5 separate regions of the Mus musculus genome follow, and all the other regions are linked to region 5. Evidence: chromatin contacts called from public HiChIP or PLAC-seq and promoter capture Hi-C data. All regions are on one chromosome and are shown on one strand. Each heading gives the region's core, a stretch centred on a gene start, on an enhancer-like site or on the middle of the called end of the contact. The rest is flanking DNA. Distances are from core to core; before and after follow the strand shown. Region 1 holds the start of Ell (elongation factor RNA polymerase II). Region 2 holds the start of Use1 (unconventional SNARE in the ER 1 homolog (S. cerevisiae)). Region 3 holds the start of Myo9b (myosin IXb). Region 4 holds the start of Ankle1 (ankyrin repeat and LEM domain containing 1). Region 5 holds the start of Slc35e1 (solute carrier family 35, member E1).

The links. Promoter capture Hi-C pulls out the DNA fragments that hold promoters and counts their contacts. HiChIP or PLAC-seq counts read pairs in DNA pulled down with a chosen protein or histone mark. Capture Hi-C pulls out chosen DNA fragments and counts their contacts.
Region 1: a promoter capture Hi-C map of pre-B cells shows a contact between it and region 5, with 3 times the contacts expected there. The contact joins the promoter of Ell here to the promoter of Slc35e1 in region 5.
Region 2: a contact with region 5 is called in a promoter capture Hi-C map of liver, with 2.4 times the contacts expected there. The contact joins the promoter of Use1 here to the promoter of Slc35e1 in region 5. A contact is called at or near these places in 1 of 39 promoter capture datasets (pre-B cells), 3 of 484 Hi-C or Micro-C datasets (B cells, CD4 T cells and uterus), 1 of 115 datasets of contacts at active chromatin or transcription factors (thymic regulatory T cells) and 2 of 9 other capture datasets (adipose tissue and liver).
Region 3: a promoter capture Hi-C map of adipose tissue shows a contact between it and region 5, with 2.2 times the contacts expected there. The contact joins the promoter of Myo9b here to the promoter of Slc35e1 in region 5. A contact is called at or near these places in 1 of 39 promoter capture datasets (pre-B cells) and 1 of 9 other capture datasets (adipose tissue).
Region 4: a contact with region 5 is called in an H3K27ac HiChIP or PLAC-seq map of thymic regulatory T cells, with 6 times the contacts expected there. The contact joins the promoter of Ankle1 here to the promoter of Slc35e1 in region 5. A contact is called at or near these places in 3 of 39 promoter capture datasets (cranial neural crest, embryonic stem cells and pre-B cells), 3 of 115 datasets of contacts at active chromatin or transcription factors (pancreatic cancer cells, regulatory T cell precursor and thymic regulatory T cells) and 2 of 9 other capture datasets (adipose tissue and liver).

Annotation. Positions count from the first base shown.
Region 1 is chr8:70,536,629-70,540,974 of GRCm38.p6, reverse strand. It overlaps Ell (elongation factor RNA polymerase II), which reads right to left and starts at 1,300. Exons shown (of 12, transcript NM_007924.2): 1 at 1,134-1,300. The coding sequence starts at 1,268. Gm51534 (a long non-coding RNA gene) reads left to right here and starts at 1,446. Exons shown (of 2, transcript XR_003947400.1): 1 at 1,446-1,507.
Region 2 is chr8:71,365,270-71,369,913 of GRCm38.p6, reverse strand. It overlaps Use1 (unconventional SNARE in the ER 1 homolog (S. cerevisiae)), which reads right to left and starts at 2,697. Exons shown (of 8, transcript NM_025917.4): 1 at 2,545-2,697; 2 at 2,221-2,270; 3 at 2,066-2,144; 4 at 1,803-1,955; 5 at 1,352-1,364; 6 at 1,037-1,064; 7 at 611-782; 8 at 182-387. The coding sequence starts at 2,679. The coding sequence ends at 205.
Region 3 is chr8:71,269,954-71,274,336 of GRCm38.p6, reverse strand. Myo9b (myosin IXb) reads right to left here and starts at 1,623. Exons shown (of 40, transcript NM_001142322.1): 1 at 1,508-1,623. It overlaps Haus8 (4HAUS augmin-like complex, subunit 8), which reads left to right and starts at 1,747. Exons shown (of 11, transcript NM_001163042.1): 1 at 1,747-2,053. The coding sequence starts at 2,025.
Region 4 is chr8:71,404,298-71,408,546 of GRCm38.p6, reverse strand. Ankle1 (ankyrin repeat and LEM domain containing 1) reads right to left here and starts at 2,535. Exons shown (of 9, transcript NM_172756.3): 1 at 2,450-2,535; 2 at 2,208-2,360; 3 at 1,763-1,868; 4 at 1,574-1,685; 5 at 798-1,334; 6 at 505-676. The coding sequence starts at 2,511. Babam1 (BRISC and BRCA1 A complex member 1) reads right to left here. Exons shown (of 9, transcript NM_026636.2): 9 at 3,775-4,249. The coding sequence ends at 4,149. It overlaps Gm39193 (a long non-coding RNA gene), which reads left to right and starts at 2,536. Exons shown (of 2, transcript XR_870504.2): 1 at 2,536-2,671; 2 at 2,828-3,199.
Region 5 is chr8:72,489,146-72,493,921 of GRCm38.p6, reverse strand. It overlaps Slc35e1 (solute carrier family 35, member E1), which reads left to right and starts at 1,308. Exons shown (of 6, transcript NM_177766.3): 1 at 1,308-1,756; 2 at 2,010-2,080; 3 at 4,333-4,470. The coding sequence starts at 1,336.

The sequences.
Region 1 (4,346 bases), core at 51-2,550, 2.0 Mb after region 5:
GCCCTGGTTCTCCAGGACTAGTCAGAATGGCCCAAGGGGAAAGACTACAGGTTGGAATTCTAACCAGGAAGAGTGGCTGGGCTGGTCACTCAGTGGCTGCCACCCAAATCCTCACCACCTCTTCCTTCTCACCTGCAGGGGCACTTTCTGCCCCTTTTGACAAGGGAAGAAGGACTTTTTCCAAAGAGATTCAACCTGTTCTAGGAAGGAAAAAACTAAAACCCGGGCACGGGCAGGAAGTGGCTCAAAGAAGTGAAGGGAAGACATGCAGGAAGAGGTAGGCTCCCCAGATCACTGAATGGGGAATAAATTCCTGGCTTGGCCAATGGTGCAGCACATGTCCTGGGCAGGAAGAAAACCACATTCTTTCCTAGTTACTCTCTGTTCACTCGACCGCGTCAACACCCCCCGAGCCAGCACAGGCAAACACACATCCCAGACACAGACTCAACACCCCAGTCACTTTAGTAAGATGAACCCTCAAGCCACTTCCCCTGGGGTCCTGCAACTTCTGTCTCAGTGGATGGATGCAGGGTGATACCGTGGCTTGGGTGGGGCATCAAGGTGTGACCCAGAGTGAGGCACAGGAAAGAGGGACACAGCCAGGATCCCTAACCCCACTCCCAAGCCAGGAGGCAGTACCAAAAAGCCTGGAATTTCTCCCAGATGAAGAGTGGAAAATGGAGAGACCAAGTGTGGTGGCTACAGTTGCCTCCTGCTGAGTGCCCAGGGGAGGAAGCCCCCATGGCTAACACAACCACCTCCGTCGGTGAGAAAAACACAACAGCCTTGTCCAAAATATCCAGGGAAACAGGGTTACAAGAGTGGCAGGATCTGGGGCCAGGCAGTAAGTTTCTGTCAAACTACCCCTTCTATGAGTGGATCCAAACACACCTGTCATCCCAGCACTTAAGAACCTAAGGCAGGAGGATGGCCGTCAGTTCAGGGACAACCTGAGCTACATAGAAAGGACCTATTTTTAAAAAAAGAGACAAGAGTAGAGCCAACCTGAAGGATGTCACTGGGGCTGGTCAAGGTATCGCCAGGTGTGGACGCGCGGCCTTGTCCCCCACAGGTCCCCGCAAGTGTCTCCCCACGGCGCAGCCTACCCGCCAGGACGCCGCAAAGCTCACCTGGTGGGCCCGGTAGCTTTCAAAAGCCTTCAAAGCACTGTCGGTGAGCTTCACGTGGAACACCGACACCCTGCTGCCGTCGCTCACGCGCCCACACGACAACCCGTAACTCCTAGCCTCCTTCAGCGCCGCCATCTTGCAACCATCACTCCCCCGCCCCCCTCCTCAGCGACTGCGCCCGCACGCCGGCCTGACCCGCCCCGCCCCGCCGCGCCGCCCGCCGACGTGCTGCATTATTCATGAGGCCAGCATAGCCACGCCCCACTCCGGGCGCGCGTGCCTTCTTTGACAGAGCTGAGGAACATTTTGCCTCGGGCCCGCACAGATGGCCACGCCCCCAAGCACTTACAGGCCCGCTCTCGGGACCGGAGACTGTGAGTCTTGCTGTATTATTCAAGAAGAGAGGTTAGCCACGCCTTCCCGCGCGCTCCAAACCCGCCTTCAAAAACTAACCACAGCGCAACTGGCCACTCCCTAAGGGTCTCGCGAGGCCAGTCATAGCCTTAAAACAGCTCTTCAGAGCTCTCTAAGAAACTTCCCTCCCTTGCAAACAACTCCCATGCGCGTGCGCCAGTTCACAGACAGGCTCCTCCTACCTGACGACTCCTCCTGCATTATTCATGAGACGAAGGCAGCCTCGACCCCAAGACTGCAGGAAACCCATCCTCATCCCAAACCCAGCAAAGCCCTCTCAGCCTCGCGACCTGTCGCGTGAGTGTGTTATTTATGAGAAACTGGCCGTGATCTCCGACGTGTTGGTAGACTGCCAGGCCGCGACGACGAACACGTTTGTTCGCAGTTGCCAGCCAGATCTAGATGGTCACTCATATGCAGCGAGCCCACCCCGCCCCCAGTGAAAAAAAAATCACCTTAAAGAAACATATTTAGCCACGCCTACACGCGTTGAAGCCCGCCTCCTCTACCAGCCCTATGCCACGCCCCCAAACGCCCATGGAACCCTGCGTCACCGAGGAACTGCTCCCCAAGCGCTCCGCGTTTGGCCACGCCCCCAAACTCCCGTAAAGCCCGCCTACCGACTTGCTGTATTATTCATGAAGCAGGCGTGGCCACTCCCCCACCCCGTGCTTGCTGATTTTCCCAGACCACCGCTTGCCCGCCAAACGCCCAACTGATACGCCCCCCGCAGTCGCAGGGTCTGCCCTACTTCAGTTCATGCACTGGGCTACATAGTCAGACCCCAAGCTCCCGAGGCCCTCCCCAGAAGCCTCAGCCGCTGGGCAAGCTGAGTTATTCAGGAGTTGCCGCTGCCGCGTTTCAAAAACCAATTTTCAAGGGTTTCCCACCCAACTGACTTAAGATCCCTGACCGCTTGACCGACGTGGCCTATTCCCCACCCGCTCATAAGTATAAGAGCTGACGGTTCCATCTTTCCAAGCTCCTAACCTCGCCGCTACATGTGTTACTCATGAACCCTTAACACTTGAACTTGGGCCTTTCAGCTTGATATTTATGCTTTTTTTCCGCGTTCCTTGGGTGGAGTCTAGGCACAGCTCTCCAGAGGGTCAAGTGCCAGGCCTGCTCGCACCAGGACGGAGTGGGCGTCTGTTGAGGCTTGTGGTGGGCGTGGTTACATAAACCAAGTGGGCGTGGGCTTGCCCGGTCCAGCTAATAGGGGGGATCCCCAGAACCAGGGCAAGAACTGTGGAAACAGGATGAAGTGCTGATTATGTCTGATGCTAAAAGTTCAACAACTGGATGAATATCCCACACGTCACGCGCTGGTTTTCCAATAAACAACTCTTAACGCAACATCCAACACGTACTCAATGTTGCACAACCGACACCACTGACTGTTCCAGAATATTTCTATCAAAGGAAAGCCTGGTCCTCATTTGCAGTTTTTCCTGTTCCCTCTCTGTCACCTGGCAACTCTGATCTGCTTGTCTTTGTGGGTATTTCATAGTGCGGTCCTACAACCTGAGGCCTTTGAGGTGTGATTGTTGTCAAGGATCATCAATTGGTGATGAATCAGAGCTTCGTTCCTTTTTGATGACTATGTAATATTTTGGTGTGTGTAATTAACAGCTTCTCTTACTCATGTGATGATCAGCATCAATTACTGCTGCTCACTGCTTACCTGTGGACACTTTTGTTTTTGTTTTAAGATATATTTATCTGATGTCTGCGAGTACACTGTAGCTGTCTTCAGACACACCAGAAGAGAGCATCAGATACCATTACAGATGGATGTGAGCCACCATGTGGTTGCTGGGAATTGAACTCAGGACCTCTAGAAGAACAGTCAAGACCTCTGAGCCATTTCTCCAGCCCTGTAGACAGTTTTTGTTTTTGTTTTTGGAGACAGGGTTTCTCTGTATAGCCCTGGCTGTCCTGGAACTCACTTTGTAGACCAGGCTGGCCTCGAACTCAGAAATCCGTCTGCCTCTGCCTCCCAAGTGCTGGGATTAAAGGCGTGCACCACCACACCCGGCTAAGCATAAAGTTTTTAACATGTTATGGAGAAGAGGTCCTAGCTAGTCAAGCCATAGAGTGGAGCTGCCAGCTGCAGTCTCCAGGAGACATCTCTGTAGATTTAGTTCAACCACAGAGCAGAGTCAGGAAATGCTTTGTTTCACCAACACAGTCCTGGTCTCCCTAGTGCTAAGATGATAGGTGTGAGTCACCACCCAGCTTTGAGCTACTTTTATGTGCATGAGTGCTTACATACATGTGTCTATGTGCCATGTACAGCCATAAGAAGGTATGAGGTCTTCTAGAACTGGACTTACAGATGGTTGTGAGTTTCCATGCTGGGAACTGAACCCAAGTCTTCTGCAAGAGCAGCAGGTACTCATAGCTCCTGAGCCACCTCTCCAGACCCTTGTTTCAAGGCATGGTTTCATGAGTCCAGGTTTGCCTGCAATTTACCATATAGCTTAGGGTAGCTTGAACTCAGAATCCTCCAGTCTCAGTGTTCTAAATCTTCCATGGCAGGACAGGCTCCATCATTGGATTGAGAGTCCTCTTACTTTGTACCCAGCCTCCAAAGGCAGGAAGTCATAGCCCAGGATCCCCCAGTGAGAGGCTGGACACATGGCTCATCCATCTCTAAAGTATTTGCTGGGCTGGCAAATCAGCCCTGTAGGTAAAGGTGCTTGCTACCAAGTCTGATACCTAAATTCAATCCCTAGGACCCAAAAGAAAGAAGTGATATGCACCATTGCACAAACAACCCCCCCCCCCACACACACA
Region 2 (4,644 bases), core at 1,448-3,947, 1.1 Mb after region 5:
TGAGACTTGGTTTTGTTGTGTATTGTAGGCTGCCCTACGCCTTTGGAGCAGAGTGGCCAGGTGAAGGGCTGTAGGCTGACTTCAGGATAGAGGTGTCCTGGCTGGCACCACCCTGCAGCCCAGGCACCCCCTGCAACACACACACACACACACACACACTGCTAGCACTGAAGACATGTGGGTTGGTGTGCAGGCTTTCTTGTTTTATTTCAGCCTGGGCATGATTCGGATAAACAGGATCATGCTGATGAACACGAAGCACACGACAATGAGCATGGCCCACAGCAGCCAGTTCACTGACTTCTGTGCATGCTGCTCCAATCTCTCCGACTCCAGCTTCAGCTTCTCCAGGTTCTGGTCTGCCATCTTGAGTGAATGTGACAGGGTCTGTGGGAGAAGAAGGGGCTGTGTCAACAAGACTGAGACCCAAGTATGACTTTTCCTGAGTAGCCTGTGCTTCTGGTGCATAGTGTGACCTCGGCCAAGCATGCTCAGCTACCCCCTCCCCCTGGGCTTTAACAAACTCTTGCTCAACCAGCAAAACACCAGTCACAATGCCCCTTTTTTGCAGAGCTTTCTGAGGCAGACAGAGGCAGCAGTGTTACCACACCTGATTGTCCTTCTTGATGACACTCTGGGCAGCCAGTGTGTTGGTCTTGAGGCTGCGGGCCAGGCCTAGCATCTCCTCAGCCAGCTTTTCCTGGAGGCCCTGGTGCCTCTGGAGGACGAGGTCTAGCTCGGATGCTGACTGCCTCTCATCTGCAGGTCTGGACCCCTTCGCACTGCTGACGCCACATTTGTAGGTCCCCAGTAGTGATAGGTAAAGACATCCATGTGGCCCTTTCCCAAGGATCCCAGGGCCCATGGCACCACCCTCAGTTCTACTGGGGACTCAGTTTCCCCTGCTCTTTTACATTCTGGGAACAGCAGCCCCAGAAAGGACTTCCAGCAGGCAGCTGGTCCTTATAGCAGCTCAGGGGCCCCAGCTTCAGCCGCTCATTTCCCTTCCCTGTCACGCTGTGGCTGAAATACTCACGCTCGTTTCCTCATGTCCACCTCACATTCTGGAAGCAAAAGAGGCCAAGAACAAAGAAGATAGCTTTCTTGTTTCCAAACTTCTGACCTTGATCAGCAAAATGCTGTTCTGCCTGTGAACTGCTTTTTGCCCACTCTCCCTGGTCCCAGATCCCTCTCAATGGCCTAGCACTGTGCTGGGAACCATCCTCTTTCTCAGCCTCCCCTCAGGCAAAGATGACCCTGGGACCTCTTCCTGGGCTGGGAAAAATCAAGGGGGATGGGCAGGCATGAGGGCTGTGGGGTGGCAGGAACAGTCATGCTCAGCATGTCTCACCTCCAGATGGTTCCTGTGGGGAGGAGAGAGGAATGAGGCCATGCTCTTTGATATCTTCCCTAAATCTCTCTCTGCTTTGGGCTGACTCATGTAAAGCTGTGGGGCCAACTCTGGGGTTTAACCAGATGTGGTCCATTCTTCTTTGTTTTGCTAATTTTTTTTAAGACAGAGTTTCTCTGTGTAGCCCTGATTACTGGACTTATTCTGTAGAGCAAGCAGGCTGGCTTTGAACTCACAAAGATCTGCCTGCCTCTGCCTCCTCAGTGCTGAGGTTTAAAGACGTGTACTACCACCACCCAGCCAAATTCCTCTTCTTGAGCACAGTGCCTTCCTGGGGAAGCCTTGCCTAAGGCCCACTAGAGTTTGTGGTATTATTCCAGTCTTTCCCCTCTGAAGACTACTCTTTTTGCTATCCAGAGGTTGGTCCCAAGTACAAGGGAGGGAATCGTACCATGCCCAACAGCTCACTCCGCATCTCACTGGTGTAACGTGCCCTAGACTGCAAATGTACAGTCTTGGTGGCAGGCACCCGCTCCTTGGCTGTGGTGGGCACGCGGCCAGGAGCCAGGAACTGGTTAGCTAGAGCTTTTTCAGAGGAGGAGGTCTGAGGAGACATAGGAAGGGGAAGACGAGTTACTGGGGGGCTGTGCCCTGGTCCTAGGGGCTGTGGGGAACTGAGTGAGGCCCGCCTGAGGGATGGGAGGGCAGGCTCACCAACTTCTCGGCCTGCAGCATGCCCTTCAGAAAGTCCACTTTGCGGGAGTACTCGCTGATCACTTCTGAGGCCGGTTTACTGAAAGGCAGCAGGAAAAAGTTAGTCTGCTGCTGTGCCGTCGTAGGAGGTGGTGACTCGGTGCCCCCACACTCACCTTGCTTGAACTTTCAGGGCCTGCAGCATGTCTTCCAGGGCACCCACATACTGGGAGGGAAGGTATGGTGTCAGCCAAGCCAGTGGCCCAAGGCAGGAGCAAACCAGGGAGAGGGGTGGGACCCGGAGAGGAGTCAGAGAGGGGAGGGGACATAAGCGAAGACCTAGAATTGAGAGGGCGTGGCCTGTGCGTGAAGCTGTAGGGAGAAAACTAGGACGTCAGGGGTTACGCACGAGGGGCGTGTCGCCGCGGACCAGAAGGAGCGGAGACAGTGGCCTGTGGAGTTGGTTCGCAGGCCTTTGCGGCGGCGTGGGAATCCCTCACCTTCTCCAGTCGCCACTCGTCCGGTTCTCGTTTTTCTGCCGCCATCGACTCACAGCGACAAAGCAGCCGTACCAGGTTCAACTCCAACCGCGACGTCGCCAGCGGGCGATGATAGGCTCCTTCCGCCTGCGCCATCTTAGAAAAGGGCGGAAGTGCCTGAGTGAGGTCCTTCCCCTCCGAGGTCCGCCCTGCTACGCTTGGGACGGAAGTAGAGTTTTATTTCAAGCCGCAGTTTATTCAAAGATAAATCGTTTTCGTCCCTGTCTCTTTTTAAAATGATGGTCTTGATACCTGGCCTTTTTCGTTTTTTGAAGCAGAGTCTCTGTAGTCCATGTAGGCCCTGAACAGCCGATTATGTCCGGCGAGAATTCGTTGAAAGGACTGGAAAAGCCATTCCTCATCTTCCCTCGCCGGTCATTGCATTCCGCTTGTTCACCTCGCCTCTGCGCGCGCAGTGCACGTGTTTTCTACCTCTGTAGCGGGAACCTTGACCTGGGGTCTCCCCCGACCCTGCTTGATGACGTGTCAGTTGGGCGTTTCCATCTGGCCGGACCTGCTAGTTTCCAGTCCTGGCTGCCAGCATCCTGAGCTTTAATAAATCATGGTCCATGGCCCCCCCTTCCCTAGCTACCAGCAACTCTCTTTCATTTTAGGTTACATGTAGTCGGCTACATGATCGAGGCCCCGAAGGATGGAGAATATTGTACCTCCCGAAGAACTTAGCCAATGAGAAATTCAGGGATCAGGGAATGAATGCCATGAGGATTATAAAACAAGCCAGGATGCCCTGGAGCTGGATTTACCGTGGTTGTGAACCAATATTAGGTTTACCTCTTTCACTCGCATGTAACTTATGAGCATTAGAAATGCTAGACAAGCCGTCTCAGTCCACGTTTTTAGAAAAGATGCCTGTGACTCCGGGGATCTGACACCTCTGATTTCTTCACGTTTCATATGCACACACCAACACACAATTAAACATAACATTTTAACCTGGGCAGGGTGGTGGTAGGGTTTTAATCCTAGCACTCAGGAGAAAGAGGCAGGTGGATCTTTGAGTTTGAGGCCAGCTTGGTCTACAGAGAGAGTTCCAAGACAGCCAGGGCTACACAGAGAAACCCTGTCTCTAAAAAACTATTTAAACCTTAAAAAACAAAAATGATACTGGATCCCCGAGCACTGGAGTTATGGTGACTGTGAGGGCCATGTGATGCTGGTAATTGAATACTGAGCCTTGTTGCTTGTGGTTTGAATCAAAATGAGCCCATAGTAAACCACAGGCAGTGGCCATATTGGAGGAAGTACACCATGGGGTGGGGTGTGCTTTGAGGTCTCAAAAACTAGGCCTACTGGAATACAGTCCTTTTCCTGCTGCCTGCTGATTCAGATATGGACTCCTCAGCTACCTCTGTCTGAGTGTCACCATACTTCCTGACATGACAATGATGGACTAAACTCCTGTGAACCAGCCCCCCCCGCCCCCCAATTTTTCCTTTATAAAAGTTGCCATGGTCATGGTGTCTCTTCCCAGCAATAGAAGCCCTATGTCCTCTGAAAGAACAGTAAGCACTGTTCGGAGCTAGCTCTCACTATACAGCCCTGACTGGCCTCTTTTGAGATTAAAGGCCTGTGCCACACTAGTACCTGCACGCCATCCTGACTACCACACCCACAGAATGTGTCTCCTTTCTAAAGAGGAAAGATGCTGTGTTGTATGTATGTACCATTTTTTTGCTCTTCTGCTCACCTGCTGCTACAACCTGCATTACTTTGGGATTGACCGAAATGGAGTGACATGGAATAAAGAAACAACAGTCACACATACCTAAGACCTGGCATTGGGTGGGATGTCTTACATTTTAAATTTGATTATTTGTGTGTGCATGTGCTCTTGTGTCATACATCACAGTGCACACCTGGGGATTAGAGGACAACTTGTGGAATGGGTTCTCTCCTATTGAGTGGTTGAGCCTATCTGCCACTGCTTGTGACTGGCCTTCATAAGGACCAGAGCATAGCAGGTTTCCTGGGGTCCCATTCACTTCAGAAAATGTGCTATGGAATACTGAGTTCAGGGTCCACAAAGGAGCACTTCTGTGG
Region 3 (4,383 bases), core at 374-2,873, 1.2 Mb after region 5:
AAAAAGGCTGACACAGGCCAATCCAAAGGAGAAATAGGCAGAGTCTTGCCCCAGGCCAGACCCCAAACAAGGCGCTTGCTTCTTCCAGGAGACCTCCACTGAGTCACAGCTCCAAGTAAGCAGGAGAAAAAGTGTGTCATGCATAGGAAAGTTCATGTCCTTCCTGGGGTCTCAGGACCAAAAAGTCTTCGATATTCCAAGGGGCATGACTTGCACCGTGTGCCCTTGGGCAAGCTAAGTTGAAAGATTTCTTCCAGAACATTCTTGAAGTGAATGGGGCAGTCATGTCTCTAAGGCTTCCTTTATATCCAGATTCCTGTACCAAATGGAGCTCTAAACCTGGCCTCCTTTCAGCAAGCACACAGCAGACAGGGAATACTGGTAAGGGGGGGGGGGGAGAAAGTGATGCCAATCAAAACCAGGCAGCTCCAAGGCCTTGTAGGAGCAGAGAGGCCGGTGACAATAACTTTATAGTTGCTCATGCCACCTCCAGCCATTCCTTGACACCTTAAGATACTGAAGTCTCAAAGACTAGACAATACCCAACAAGGTAAGGAGATACAACCTGAGGGGCTGCTAGGTGGATGTCTTAAAGTGCTGGAAAATGAGCCAAAGAGGCACAAAAGGACTCCCCTATAAAGCCTTGGGAGTTAGGGTCCCTAGAAAAAGAAGGGAGGGTTTGTTGGCAGCTGTGACTCCACGGGGCTGAGATCTCTGCCACCGCTGAGGTATACATTTCCTGTAAGTCATTTAAAAACAAAAAACAAAAAACAAAAAAACGTTTAAGTCCAAGGATGTGACTCTCTTGAGAGAGTGGCTTCCACCCTACCGGCTCCCTTTCTTCTGAAACGCAGTTCGGGTGTCAGAACCCCACCCCCACCCCGCAACCTCCTCTAGAGTCCAGCTACTCTTTTCTTGAGCAGAAAGTGATGTGCCTATCAAAGCAGAGAGAGAACCCAGAGGGCGCTGGGACTCGCCCTGGCGGATCACCCAGCTGTCCGGGAGTGAAGTCAGGAAGAAGATGAATCAAGAGGGGAAGGCGGGGGCGAGTCTCCAGAGGCTGCACCCCGTCATCTCCCTTTCCTCCTCCTCTCCACTCCTCCGGCCCTCTGAGGAACTGTTTTTGCGTGTCTTTCCAGGCCCACTCTTTTAGACGTTCCAGCCCCAACAGTGGGTTGCCACAGACCGTTTCCCATTCTCTGAGAGCCCGGCGCCTCTCTGACACCCTAGGGCTCAGACCGCGAGTGCAGAAGTCCCTTTCCCTAGCACGGCCCCTCGGCTCCGCCTTCCTGGCCTCCCCCGTTTCCTGAGATCCCCCCAGATGCCACCTTAGCCACGTCCTCTCCTCAGCCGCCGCTGAAAGACGCGGTAAGCCCGCCAGTCTCAACCCCCTCAGCGTCCACGCGTCCCCCAGGCCGCATCCTGCCCTCACGTCCCACGACTTCAGGAGCAACCCGGTGCACAACCCCGGCTCGGGTCTCCACTCACGGCCGCCGCGAGAACTTACCTGGACCTCGGGCCGCTGCGCGCCACCGGTCCCCGGCCAGCCTGCCCGCTGCTCCCGGCCGCCCCGCCCCGAAGCGACCAGCCTCGCCCGCCGCTGCACCGTGCGATTTCACTTCCGGGTTCCGGAGGCGCTGAGTGGGCGGGCGCCAACTCGTCGGAGAGGCGGGGCGACTCGAGGTCCCGCCCCATCTAAAGGCGCGCAGCGAACGCCCTCTGCGGTTGGTGCATTCCAGATGCTAAGTGTTCCACAGCTGAGAGGGGCGGGCGCTATGATAGTCACGCCCCTCCCCAGCAGTATTTTAGCCCGCTCAGGTTGGTGCCGGAAGCCCACACGTCTGAGGGACACCTTGGAGCCACGCCCTTTTTCGGCGCTCTTGGCCAGGCTGAACGAACTGTAGCAAGCTTGGAGCCCGCCCCGCGGCTCGCGTGAAGAGAGCACCCTCCGGCTTCCAGCACTACTCCCTGCCTCCTAGCGGGCGGGACCCTGAGACGCTTGCCTTTGAGTGGAAGGCGGGAGAATGGCGGATTCCTCAGAACGGGACGCAGGGTGAGTTGGGATCTCAGAAGGGCGGAATTTAGGGGCTCCTGTGGGTTGGCCAAAGACCAGATCCTGGGCTCACAGGCAGCGGAGCTGGAGAACTGGGATCTTATGAGCCAATGCCCGAATCTCTCCCAGACCAGAAGCCCAGGCTCTGAGCCGCTTCGGTGCGTGCTGGGGAGCTGGGGTCCCAGATGCAGTTCAGAATTGGGGTTGTGCGTGGACTTTGGTGGACATTCTCTCTTTTTCCCCTTGGAGACAGTGGTGTTTTTTGTTTTTTGTTTTGTGTGTGTGTGTGTGTGTGTGTGTGTGTGTGTGTGTGTGTGTATGTGTGTAGCTGATCCGGAGCTCTGTAGACCAGTCTGGCCTTGAATTCACAGAAATCTGCCTGCCAAGTGCTGGGTTCAAAGGCATGTGCCACCACCACCTAGCCTTCCTTTTTTTAAAGGAAAAACGTGACCCTACATGGTAGCACGACTTTAGTCCCAGCACAGACCTTTTCCTAGGCCTCAGGAGCTCTAGGGTTGCTTGTCGCACTCCCCTTTAGCCCTGACTCACTACACCCATGGGTGTTTGCTTAAGAGTCTGAAGGATGAGGGTCACGGGCTATTGTGACTGTATACAGCAAAGGACACTCTGTGAAGGTCAAGTGGGTGAAACAAAGGCTCTTGCCACCAAGCCTCATGATCTTATTTTGATCCATGGGTTTCATATGGTGAAAGTAGATAACTGATGTACTGGCCAGTTTTGTGTCAACTTGACACAGGCTGGAGTTATCACAGAGAAAGGAGCTTCAGTTAGGGAAATGCCTCCATGAGATCCAGCTGTAAGGCATTTTCTCAATTAGGGTCAAGGGAGGAGGTCCCCTTGTGGGTGGTGCCATCTCTGGGATGGTAGTCTTGGGTTCTATAAGAGAGCAGGCTGAGCAAGCCAGGGGAAGCAAGCCAGTAAGGAACATCCCTCCGTGGCCTCTGCATCAGTTCCTGCTTCCTGACCTGCTTGAGTTCCAGTCCTGACTTCCTTTGGTGATGAACAGCAATGTGGAAGAGTAAGCTGAATAAACCCTTTCCTCCCCAACTTGCTTCTTGGTCATGATGTTTGTGCAGGAATAGAAACCCTGACTAAGACAATTGACTACGCATTTTGTCCTCTGCCCTCCATGTGCACATCATGGCACACGAGCACTACAAACTACATAAAATGTAAAATGCTGAAATGCTAAGAGAAGAGGCCTATGGTAGGAGCCTCCTACACCTGAGACTCCCAGCCCTGAAAGGCAGGGGGTAGAGAGTAGGGATGCACAGTGGGCACAGGACAGGACAAGGCCATGTTACTGAAGCCTCTGTGAGTGGTGGGCAGGCTTTGGGGCACCATGAGGGACAACAGATGCACCTGCACTTTGTAGAACTACAGGGCCCCATGTTCTCCCATAGGCCCATGATTTGCCCCCAGAGCAGGGAGAAGCCCCCAGCTCCCAGCCCTGCTTTTGACTTGCAGGTGTGTCCAGAAGAGGTTGGGATCCCCTGGAGCTGGAGTTACAGGTGGTTGTGAGCCACCTCACCTGGGTGCTGGAGACTGAACTCAAGTCCTCTGTAAGAGCAGCAGACACTCTTAACCTATGAGCTGTCTGGCACAGCCAGGGCTGTGAAGTGAGATTTATTTGCTCTCTGAACAATCCCAACAACCTGAGTTTAGGTCCCCAGAAGCCACATAAAGACTGGATGCAGTAGTGTCTGTCTGTAATCCAGCACTTCCCACAGGGAGATGGGAGGCTAAAGCAGCACAGTCTCTAGGAGTAGGAGGCAGAGCTAGCAGGGCAAACAGAGCCATGGCTAAGAAAGGTAGAAGGTGAGAACCTTCGCTGAGGTTGTCCCTGACCTTTACACAGGCACCATGGTACACACAGTGGCACAGAAGCACCTGTACTCATACAAACACCATTCAGACTTACATGAAATAAAGTAATAAAAACAAAAGATTTGAAAATACAACTATTTGGGGACTGAAGAGATGGCTCAGCGGTTAAGAGCACTGACTGTTCTTCCAGAGAACCTGAGTTCAATTCCCAGCAACCACATGGTGGTTCACAACCATCTCTAATAGGATCTGATGCCTCTACTGGTGCATCTGAAGACAGGTACAGTGGACTCATTCATATGCATAAAATAAACCTTTTAAAAAATTCATTTGTGGGCTGGAGAGATGGCTCAGAGGTTAACAGCACTGACTGCTCTTCCAGAGGTTCTAAGTTCAATTCCCAGCAACCACATGGTGGCTCACAACCATCTGTAATGGGATCTGATGTTCTCTTCTGCTGTGTCTGAAGACAGTGACATTGT
Region 4 (4,249 bases), core at 1,286-3,785, 1.1 Mb after region 5:
GCACAGAACATACAGTGTGAAAAGGAGGGGTGATGATGGCAGACAGGGAGAATGGCCACTGTACCCACTTCCAGGACACCATAAAATGGGTACTCACAGCTAGAACTGACCCCAGACACCAGGCTGGCCTCGAACTCAGAAATCTGCCTGCCTCTGCCTCCCAAGTGCTGGGATTAAAGGCATGCGCCACCACTGCCCGGCCCCAGACACCATTTCTAAAGGAGGTGGCAAACAGAGAAGACTAATCCCTTCCCTAGGTACACACAGTGAATCAAGAGCAAATTCCTACTGTTTGTTGGGGGTTTTTTGTTTTGTTGTTTTGAGTTTGATGTTACAACCCTGACCTGAGATCACAGTCTGATCTTATAAACCATGAGATGGAGGCAGAAACTATCAGCAAGGGGTAGCCCTTCCCCTACCCAACCAGAAAGGAACTTGCAGAGCGGAGTTTTGCTCTGCACAGTCATCCTCTAATTTCAGCCCCTGGCTTTTCTGTCACCATACCTGGGGTCGAGAAGTAGATACGTAAAACTAGACTTTGTAATGCCTTCCCGCCACTTCTTCAAGGGATCCAGCCGCTGAAAGCACTGAGCCAGGGCTTCCTCATCCACCTGGCAGTCAGGGATGGTGCCTGTCCTTAGTGCCTCCGCCAGTTCTTGGCTATGCCCTACATCAGCTGGGGAGGGGAAACGGATTCAGGGTGGAGGACAAAAGCTGGTGAGGGTGGTTTATCTAACAGCCAAGGCAGGATTCCTGGAGTGTAGCCAGACTCTGAATACCACCACCTAAGGACTCACCACGGCTAGCCTGGGCTTCCTGCAGCCGCCGTAGATAGTGTCCTCTGGTGAAAGGTGTGACGGGTCCAGGGCTATAGCCCAGCGCCCGCAGGGCCTGGAGGAGCTGCAGATCCGACATGGGGGGCACCGAACTGTGGGGGTGCAAAGCCCCCAGATCCCCATCACCAGGCAGTACGGGTTTGTCCGTGTCCCTTGCAGTCAATGTCAGGACCTGCGGCTGGCAGTTGGGTGCTCCCTTCCCAGCTGACACAGCCCCACGGGTTACCCACAAGCCAGCCACTAGCTCCAATGCCCCCCCAGGGCGCCCGGGCTGCAGAGAGTCCTCCACTGCAGTGACAAACGAAGCATCGCTGCTGTAGTCTGAGTTCTCGGTGGCCTCAGAGCTCTGGGGATGCACAGCCACCTCTACAGCCTCCACCTCCAGCTCAGCTCTATGCACGTGCAACTCCGAATCTTGAGAAACTCCAGAAGACTCTGCTAAGGCAGGTCCTTGGCATGTTTCAGTTTCAAAGCTACCCTGGGCTACATGAAACGTCTCTGCATATAGATGTATAAATGTATGGATAAATAAGTAATCAGATATAACACAGATATAAACAGGTATGATATAGACATGATAAATGATATAGGTGCGAGATGACTGACAGGTAGGTAATTGGCATGATAGTTATGTGACCGATAAGATAGACCATGGATAGTGATTGACACGATAGATGTACAAACAGAACTGGGCCGGGCAGTGTGGTAGCCCGGTACACCCCCTCAGTTCCTCTCACCTGTGGGTTCTCGGGTCTCATCAGGCTGGGTGGGCGTGTCCAGCTCCTGCAGCACTCGTGCGCAGTTGTGGTGTCGCTGCTGTAGTGCCCAGTCCAAGGGCCTGAGCCCATCCTGTGCAGTCACCGTCAGCAGGGGGCGTCCTTAACCCACCCTCCTGCCACCCATGTGTGCCTGCGCGGGGTACTGACCTGGTCCCGCAGTGTGGGGTCACCTCCTCGGCTCAGCAGCAACTCCAGAGCACCACAACAGCCCCACGCGGCAGCCACATGCACAGGCGTCAGCCCCTCCGCGGACCTGGGATCCCCAAAGACAGAGGAGAGGTGTGCGGCGTTGGTTCCTTTCCTAGGCAGTCTCGCATAGCCCAGGCTAGCCATGAACTCCTGCTCCTCCTGCCTCAGTTCCCCGTGCTGGGATGACCGGTGCCCACTACCATGTGAGACTCTAATTCACGGTCATCCTCTTGCCTCAGTCTCCCAGAGTGCCAGATGACAGTTATGGGACACCTTGTACCCGACCTTGGAAGCAGACATTTCCATCTTAGACCTGACTGACGCCTCGGACCCGGAGCCTGACGTCCAGTGCCGCTGTCCCAAGTCACGCCTACCGCACCCAGGGACCCGGGCCGCGCCTCACCGAGCATTGGGATCCGCTCCCCAGCGCAGCAGCATCCGAAGGCAATGCAGGGCGCGCGGGTGGCTCGCTCTGGCTGCCAGGTGCACCGCCGCAGCGCCATCGTCCAACACCAGGTTGGGGTCCGCTCCGAGGCGCAGCAGCTCCTCCACAGCCCTGCAGGAGGACGAGCACAGTAGACCTCAGACCTCCTGACCACCCGGGGAGCAGAAGGTCGGGTAGCACCCGGACCCGGCCGCCCTCACCGCGCCTCCTCCTCGCGTAGTGCTGCTAGCAGCCTCAGAGCCAAGCATGCAGTATCGGCCATGTCCCATAGGAGTCACCGCCCTCTGCAGTTCAAATTCGCGCGGCAACTGTCTACGCACGCGCAGCCACGCCCACCTCTGCTTCTGGCCCCGCCCCACGCCGATCGGGATTGACTAGCTGCACCCTACGTCCGGAGCAAGCCAGAGGGACTCCAGGGTTTGGTGCGTACATCTGGGATGCCAGGAGAATTACAGCAAATTCCAGGGGAGCTGGGGATAAAGAGCGGGGCCTCTCTTTGTCTTTAACAAAACAAACTCCTGGATACCCCTGACGGACCTCAAGGTATTCAAAAACTTACAGTCATTCTCCTGTCTCAGCCAACCGAGTGCTGGGATCAGACTCCCGAGGAACAGCATGGCACAGCTGAGTTGGCTGTAGCTCTGTGGAGTAGAGCTTTGAGAGGACCAGCGAGACGGCACAGCTGGTCAAGATGCTTGCTGCCAAGTCTAGTGACCTGGGTTCGATACCCAGAACCCACACATTGGAAAGAAGGAACAGGCGGACTTCGACACGTGTGCCTGGGCCGGGAGCCTGCACAAGCACACGCACGTGTGCACATACACATTAATTAATTAAAAAATATAAAGAGCTTCATTTTCCTTATTTGCAAATGGGAGTACAGGGCTCAACACTAAGTGCCCAATAAATGCAAAGGCCAGAAAATCAAGCTGACCTACTTTTTAAATTAACTAAAGTGTGTGGGTGTTTTGCTTGCATGACCAGAAATGGGGCATCGAATCCCCGGAAAGTGGACTTGTGAGACCCCGTGTGGGAGCTGAACCCGGGTGTTCCGCAAGAACAGCTTGTGCTCTAAATGGCTGAGTCATCATAGGCTCCTGGCCTATTTTTTATGCACCGTTTGATCCAGTGCTTCCCAATGCGGGCCCTGCTAACCTAGAACTGGCCTCCTCATGTCTCAGCCGCCTGTATCAAGGTGAGCCCAACTCCCACCCACTGCCATTTTGTTTTCTATAAATGGAGAAGGTGGACAGGTTGAACCTCTGGTCTGACCTGGGGCTGGGGGGTTCCTGGGTTTCCCTTCCTCTTCTAGGGCGCACACCCTATGTCCCCATCCTTGCCTAGGACATCAGGGTTCCAAACCCTAGGCAGTGATTGCTCATGGCGAGACCACATGGCTACACAAGTTCAATCAGATCAGGATACTGAGATTGGGGGTGACAGGTGTCATCAGAACCCACTTCCCACTTGGAGCTGGGACTTTTGTGTATCTAGGAGGTCCCAAATATGACAGCCATACCAGTTCCACTTTCAATAGATCTTCCCTGTTTCTGGAGGACTTTCTGGATAAAAGAACATCTGGAGTGGGTTCTGTAGGATGAAGAGGAGTTTGGAAAGCGCAGTGAACACCAGCCTGTGGGTTACTCGGATACAGCTGAGCCTGAAGCCATACACCACTGCTTTGTTTAGTGCCTGTTTTCTGTGACATTAATAACAGGTCTCAGTGAGCCCAAAGTGACACCAAGGGTGGGCTCAGGGACCTCAGATTTTTATTCCGGTGACAAAAATAGTCCCAGGAAGAATGAATTTACAGTGGACAGAGTGGGATTGAGCATGGGCCAATAATAGTGTGCCTGCGCTCTCCTCATAGGAGGGTGCGGAGATGTCACATGTCATAGTTCACACAGTGGCTTCCTCTTCTCCAGCCTCCTCGTCCTCCTCCAGCAGGCTGTAGCTCGCGTGGGTCTGGCAGGGTCTTTGCAGCGGGTGGGCCAGCAACT
Region 5 (4,776 bases), core at 59-2,558:
AGGTGAAACCACAGCTGGGTTGCCCTGAGTACATGTACCTGTTGTGAAATGAAAAAGCTTCCAGAGTTGCCAGGGCCAAATCCAATATGAAATAAAAGCAACCAAAACACATCAGTGGGGCCATCTGACACTGCTCTGTCCAAAGATCCTAATTCCTCTTGTATTTAGTTTGTGACAAAGGCCTTAGGGTACAAAGCCCAGCGTCCTATCACCATATTCTTAAACTCCTGCTTTGGGAGGGACCAGGCCATTTTCTACTCAGATCCACAAGGACTGCCACATGTGTGATGAGTATCCAGCAAACCCCAGGGTACAACACAGTCTACCTTGAAGAACGGGTGAGTAGCTACGCATGGTGCTCAGGAGGCGGAGGCAGGCAAATCTCTGAGTTCGAAGCTAGCCTAATCTACAAATCGAGTCCATGACAGCCAGGAATCTGTTACACAGAGAAAAGCAAACCAAAACATAGGTGAGGTAGAAAGACACCCTGGCATTCAAGGAGACGCTGTAAAGGAGAATATTGAGGTTGGCGAGATGGCTCAGCAAATAAACGCTTGCTGCCAGAGTTAGTTTCTTTTCCTGGATGCACATGGTAGAAAAGAGACAAAAGACTCAACTCGTCTGACCTCAATATGTGTATACACACGCTCGTGCCCGCCTCCATAAATGAACACATTTTAAGGAGCGCGAACAACTATTCTCCCTCACTTAAAAGCACACGATCTTGGGAATCGAGTTTTGTAAGTCTAGTCCTGCCTTCGTGGTTTTGCCCAGCATCGTACCGGTCAGCTGAGCTCTTAAGACACTGTCGCAGGAGACACTTAACCCTGGATTTCTCTCGGTTGGTCTGTGAGGGGAAATTGACACCTACCGCACAGCTTCCGAGGACCCGGCGTAGTCCAGAGGATTTACCGCAATCGGTTTCTTTTCTTCTAAAAGATCTAAGCCCTGTCTACGCCCCAGGCACGCGGCTTCCACAGCCTCAAGTGGGCGGGCCCGCGTCGCCCGGCACCTCCCACGGAGTCCTGCCAGTCACCGGAGAGAACGTAACGCGCTTAACCCACCCGCGGGCCCTACGGCCCGCCTTCCGGGCTTAGCCCCGCCCCCTCCCGGAAAGCGTTTAAGTGAGGGTAGGGCCCTCGCCGACGACGTGTACGGGCGCGTCGGCGGACGCGCGACGATGACGTATGGGGCGGTGGCCAATGGCGAGCGGCGATGACGCAAGGGCCAGGGGCCAATGGTGAGCGGCGTCTGCCGGCGCGCCCTCCAGGGCTGTCCCGCCCCCTGCCCGCGTCCGGCGGTCGTCCGGCGGGAAGGGGCGGCCGCTCGGGCAGGATGGCGGCGGCGGCAACCGCGGGTCCCGGCGCGGGCGCAGGGGTCCCGGGCGCGGGTGGCGGCGGCGGGGCGCGCGAGGGTGCGCGGGTGGCGGTGCTGTGTCTACTATGGTACGCGCTGAGCGCGGGCGGTAACGTGGTCAACAAGGTGATTTTGAGCGCCTTCCCGTTCCCGGTCACCGTGTCGCTGTGCCACATCCTAGCGCTGTGCGCGGGGCTGCCGCCGCTGCTGCGCGCCTGGCGCGTGCCGCCCGCGCCACCCGTGTCGGGCCCCGGACCCGGCCCGCATCCGGCGTCCGGCCCGCTGCTGCCGCCGCGCTTCTATCCGCGTTACGTACTGCCGCTTGCCTTTGGCAAGTACTTCGCGTCGGTGTCGGCGCACGTCAGCATCTGGAAGGTGCCGGTCTCCTACGCGCACACCGGTAAGTGCTGAGGCGGGCTTTGCGCGCTGTCTGGGGCTTCGAAGTGTGGGTACGAGTGCGCGGGCCGTCTGACTGAGACGCCGCCAAGGTGCGTCGGATTCTCACGTTGGAAAAGGTCTGAGGAGTTTACCGAGCGCCTAGCAGAATTGACTCCAGCTATTGGGATCGAGAGGAAGCCTTACAGAAGGAAGGTTCAGGGTCGGGTGTGCAGGTTGCCAGGACTGCCCACTGAGTGCCTTTTCCTCTCTTGCAGTCAAGGCCACCATGCCCATCTGGGTGGTCCTCCTGTCCCGGATCATCATGAAGGAGAAACAGAGCACCAAGGTAACTCTGGCAGAAGCCCTGGGCTAGGCGGGATTCCCAGTAGCTGACCAGGTTGATGACGTGGTTGGACCGTGGCATCCTCCTGCTTCCTGTCAAATAAGGAAGTCAAGGTGTCAGCCTTGTCCTGTGGCTAGCACCTAGCATCCCGCACTCACCTTTCAGACAGCAGATGTGTGTGTGAATGGGGCGATATCACCACATAATCTCTTGCTTGTTGTCCCTGAGCGCCACATCCCTCTGGCGTCCACTGTTCTTTTCTGTTATGATTCCGACTCTGGGATTGGTGGTAGGTGATGTCTTTGGTTCCATTTTAGCAAGTCACCAACAAATTAAGTTGGGACAAGTTTTCCTTCTCTTATTTTATTTTCTAATGTTTATTTATGTGTGTGTGTTGTGCATTGCCACGTGTATGGAAGTCAGAGGACAGTTTTCACCTTGTGGATACCTGGGATCAGATTCAAGTTGTCAGGCCTGGTCCTGACGAACTTACAAACTATCATGTCCTAGTTTTTCTGTCACTAGACAGAATGGTTGGTAGGGGTTGTCTGGATCTGATGTGAGTAGGCCAAAGGAGTTTGACCGTGGCAGAATCTAGCCAGTTTGTAGAAACTAAAACTTTACAAAGCCTGGCATGGTGCCATGGGTCTGTCTTCCCAGCACTTGAGAGGCAGAGGCAGGAGAATAAGGAGTTCTAGACACACACCTTTAACACAGCACTCTGGAGGCAGAGGCAGGAGGATTTCTGAGTTGGAGGTCAGCCTGGTCTACATGGTAAGTTCCAGGACTCTGTAGAGAGACCCTGTCTCAAAATTAATTAATTAATTAATTAATTAATTGGAAGAAAGAAGGGGCAAAAGAAAATATGGTTGTAGCTCAGTGTGGAGCCCTTGCTAAGAACCCAAAGGCCTGGGGTTCAACCCCCATTTTGAACCAAGGAACCTTGGGTTGTGATTATCTGGACATGGATCATATATAGCACCCAGAGCTCAGAGCTGCCCAGGGAAGGTGCCAAGCCAGGTGTTTTCTGGCCTGGGACTAAAGAACAAGCTCACTGTGTCGTGTGCAGTAGGGATGCCACTGTTCGGCTGGAAACCATCGAACCTTGTACAAGTGCTCACTTTCCTGTGCCCTATAATTGATGCACATGGATCAATGCAGAAACTGGACCACCTCTGGCTGAGTTTTGTTCTCAGACCCAACTTTATCCTGGTGAGCCTTGTCGGCACTCTGCAGTCCCTGCCAGGATGATACCAGGTAGGACTAGCCTCCTGGGGGGTCAGAGTTGCTGGGGAGGCACCCAGGTGTGTCACCTGATAGCACACCTTGTGTTTATCAGTTTTCCTGGTCACTGGGGATATTGTACCTAGCTCAGGGCCTCACAAGTGCAGGATCTGGAGATCAGCCCTCTTGGGCGACTTGCCCTGCAAAGCAGATGGGTCAGTCTGGGAATCCTTGTTCTCAGGGGAAGATGTAGGACAAAGAAAGCGGGCTATGGCCAGGAGTGCAGGGCCAGGAATTCAAGTCCCAGTGGCCACTGCCCTTTTGCTCCTGAATGCTGCTTTGTTTGTTTCTATATTTATTGTTTTATGGGTATGTGACTACACACGGAGGTCAGAGGACAACTTGCAAAGTTGGTTCTCTCTTTCCACCAAAGAGTCCTGGAGATTAAACTCAGTCAATCTTTGAGGACTTTCCAGCTGCTGAGTCAACTAACTGGTCTTCCGATTGGGTTTTTGATACAAAATGTCACTGTGTAGCCCAGGCTGACCTAAGACTGGAAATCCTCTTGGATTTTTGCCTTGTTAGGTTTCGTTTGTTTGGTGTTTGTTTGTTTGTTTGTTTGATACAGGATTTGAAATAACTCAGGCTAGCATCAGCCTTTTTTCCATTTATTTATCTATTTTCCTGTGAACGTGTCTATCTGCCTGTCTGTCTGTCTGTGTCTTTGTGTGTGGTGGTTAGAGGATAGCTCTCTTACCATGTGGGTCCTGGGCATCAAGCTCTGGTTGTTAGACTTAGTGGTAAGTGCCTTTATCTTTCAGCCATCTCACCAGTCCCAGACCTGAAACTCTTAGTAATCTTCCTGCCTCGGCTTTCCGAGTGCTAGAATGCTGGGCATGAAGCACCATGTGAGGCGCAGGCAGCATTTTCCAGGGTAGAGGGTGCGGTCCCCCAGGTGGGGCCCTGAGCTTTCCTGCGGTTCTGAATGGTGGGTAGCCCCAGCCCACCTGAGCCCCTCTGACCTCCTGCAGGTATACCTGTCACTGGTCCCCATCATCAGCGGAGTCCTGCTAGCCACTGTCACAGAGCTGTCCTTCGACGTGTGGGGGCTGGTCAGCGCCCTGGCAGCCACGCTATGCTTCTCCCTTCAGAACATCTTCTCCAAAAAGGTGTGTTGGCCCTGTCCCTGGTGCAAGTCGCCCCAGGGCGGTGGCTTCAAGCAGACTGGCCAGAGCAGCCCTTCCTATGCTTACTGTCTGCCTGAGTCACTATCCCTTGTTTTATTTTGAAAACTAACCCTAAACCTAACCTACCCTGCTATCTCTTGTTCCTTTTCTTTAATAAGTTTTCTTGCTACATTTTATTTATATTCGTGCTCTGTGTGCAAGGGCACTTGCCTCACGGTGGTGGTCAGAGGGCAACTTAAAGGAATAATGTGGGACCTTAACTGAGGTCATCATGCTTGGTGGAAAGTC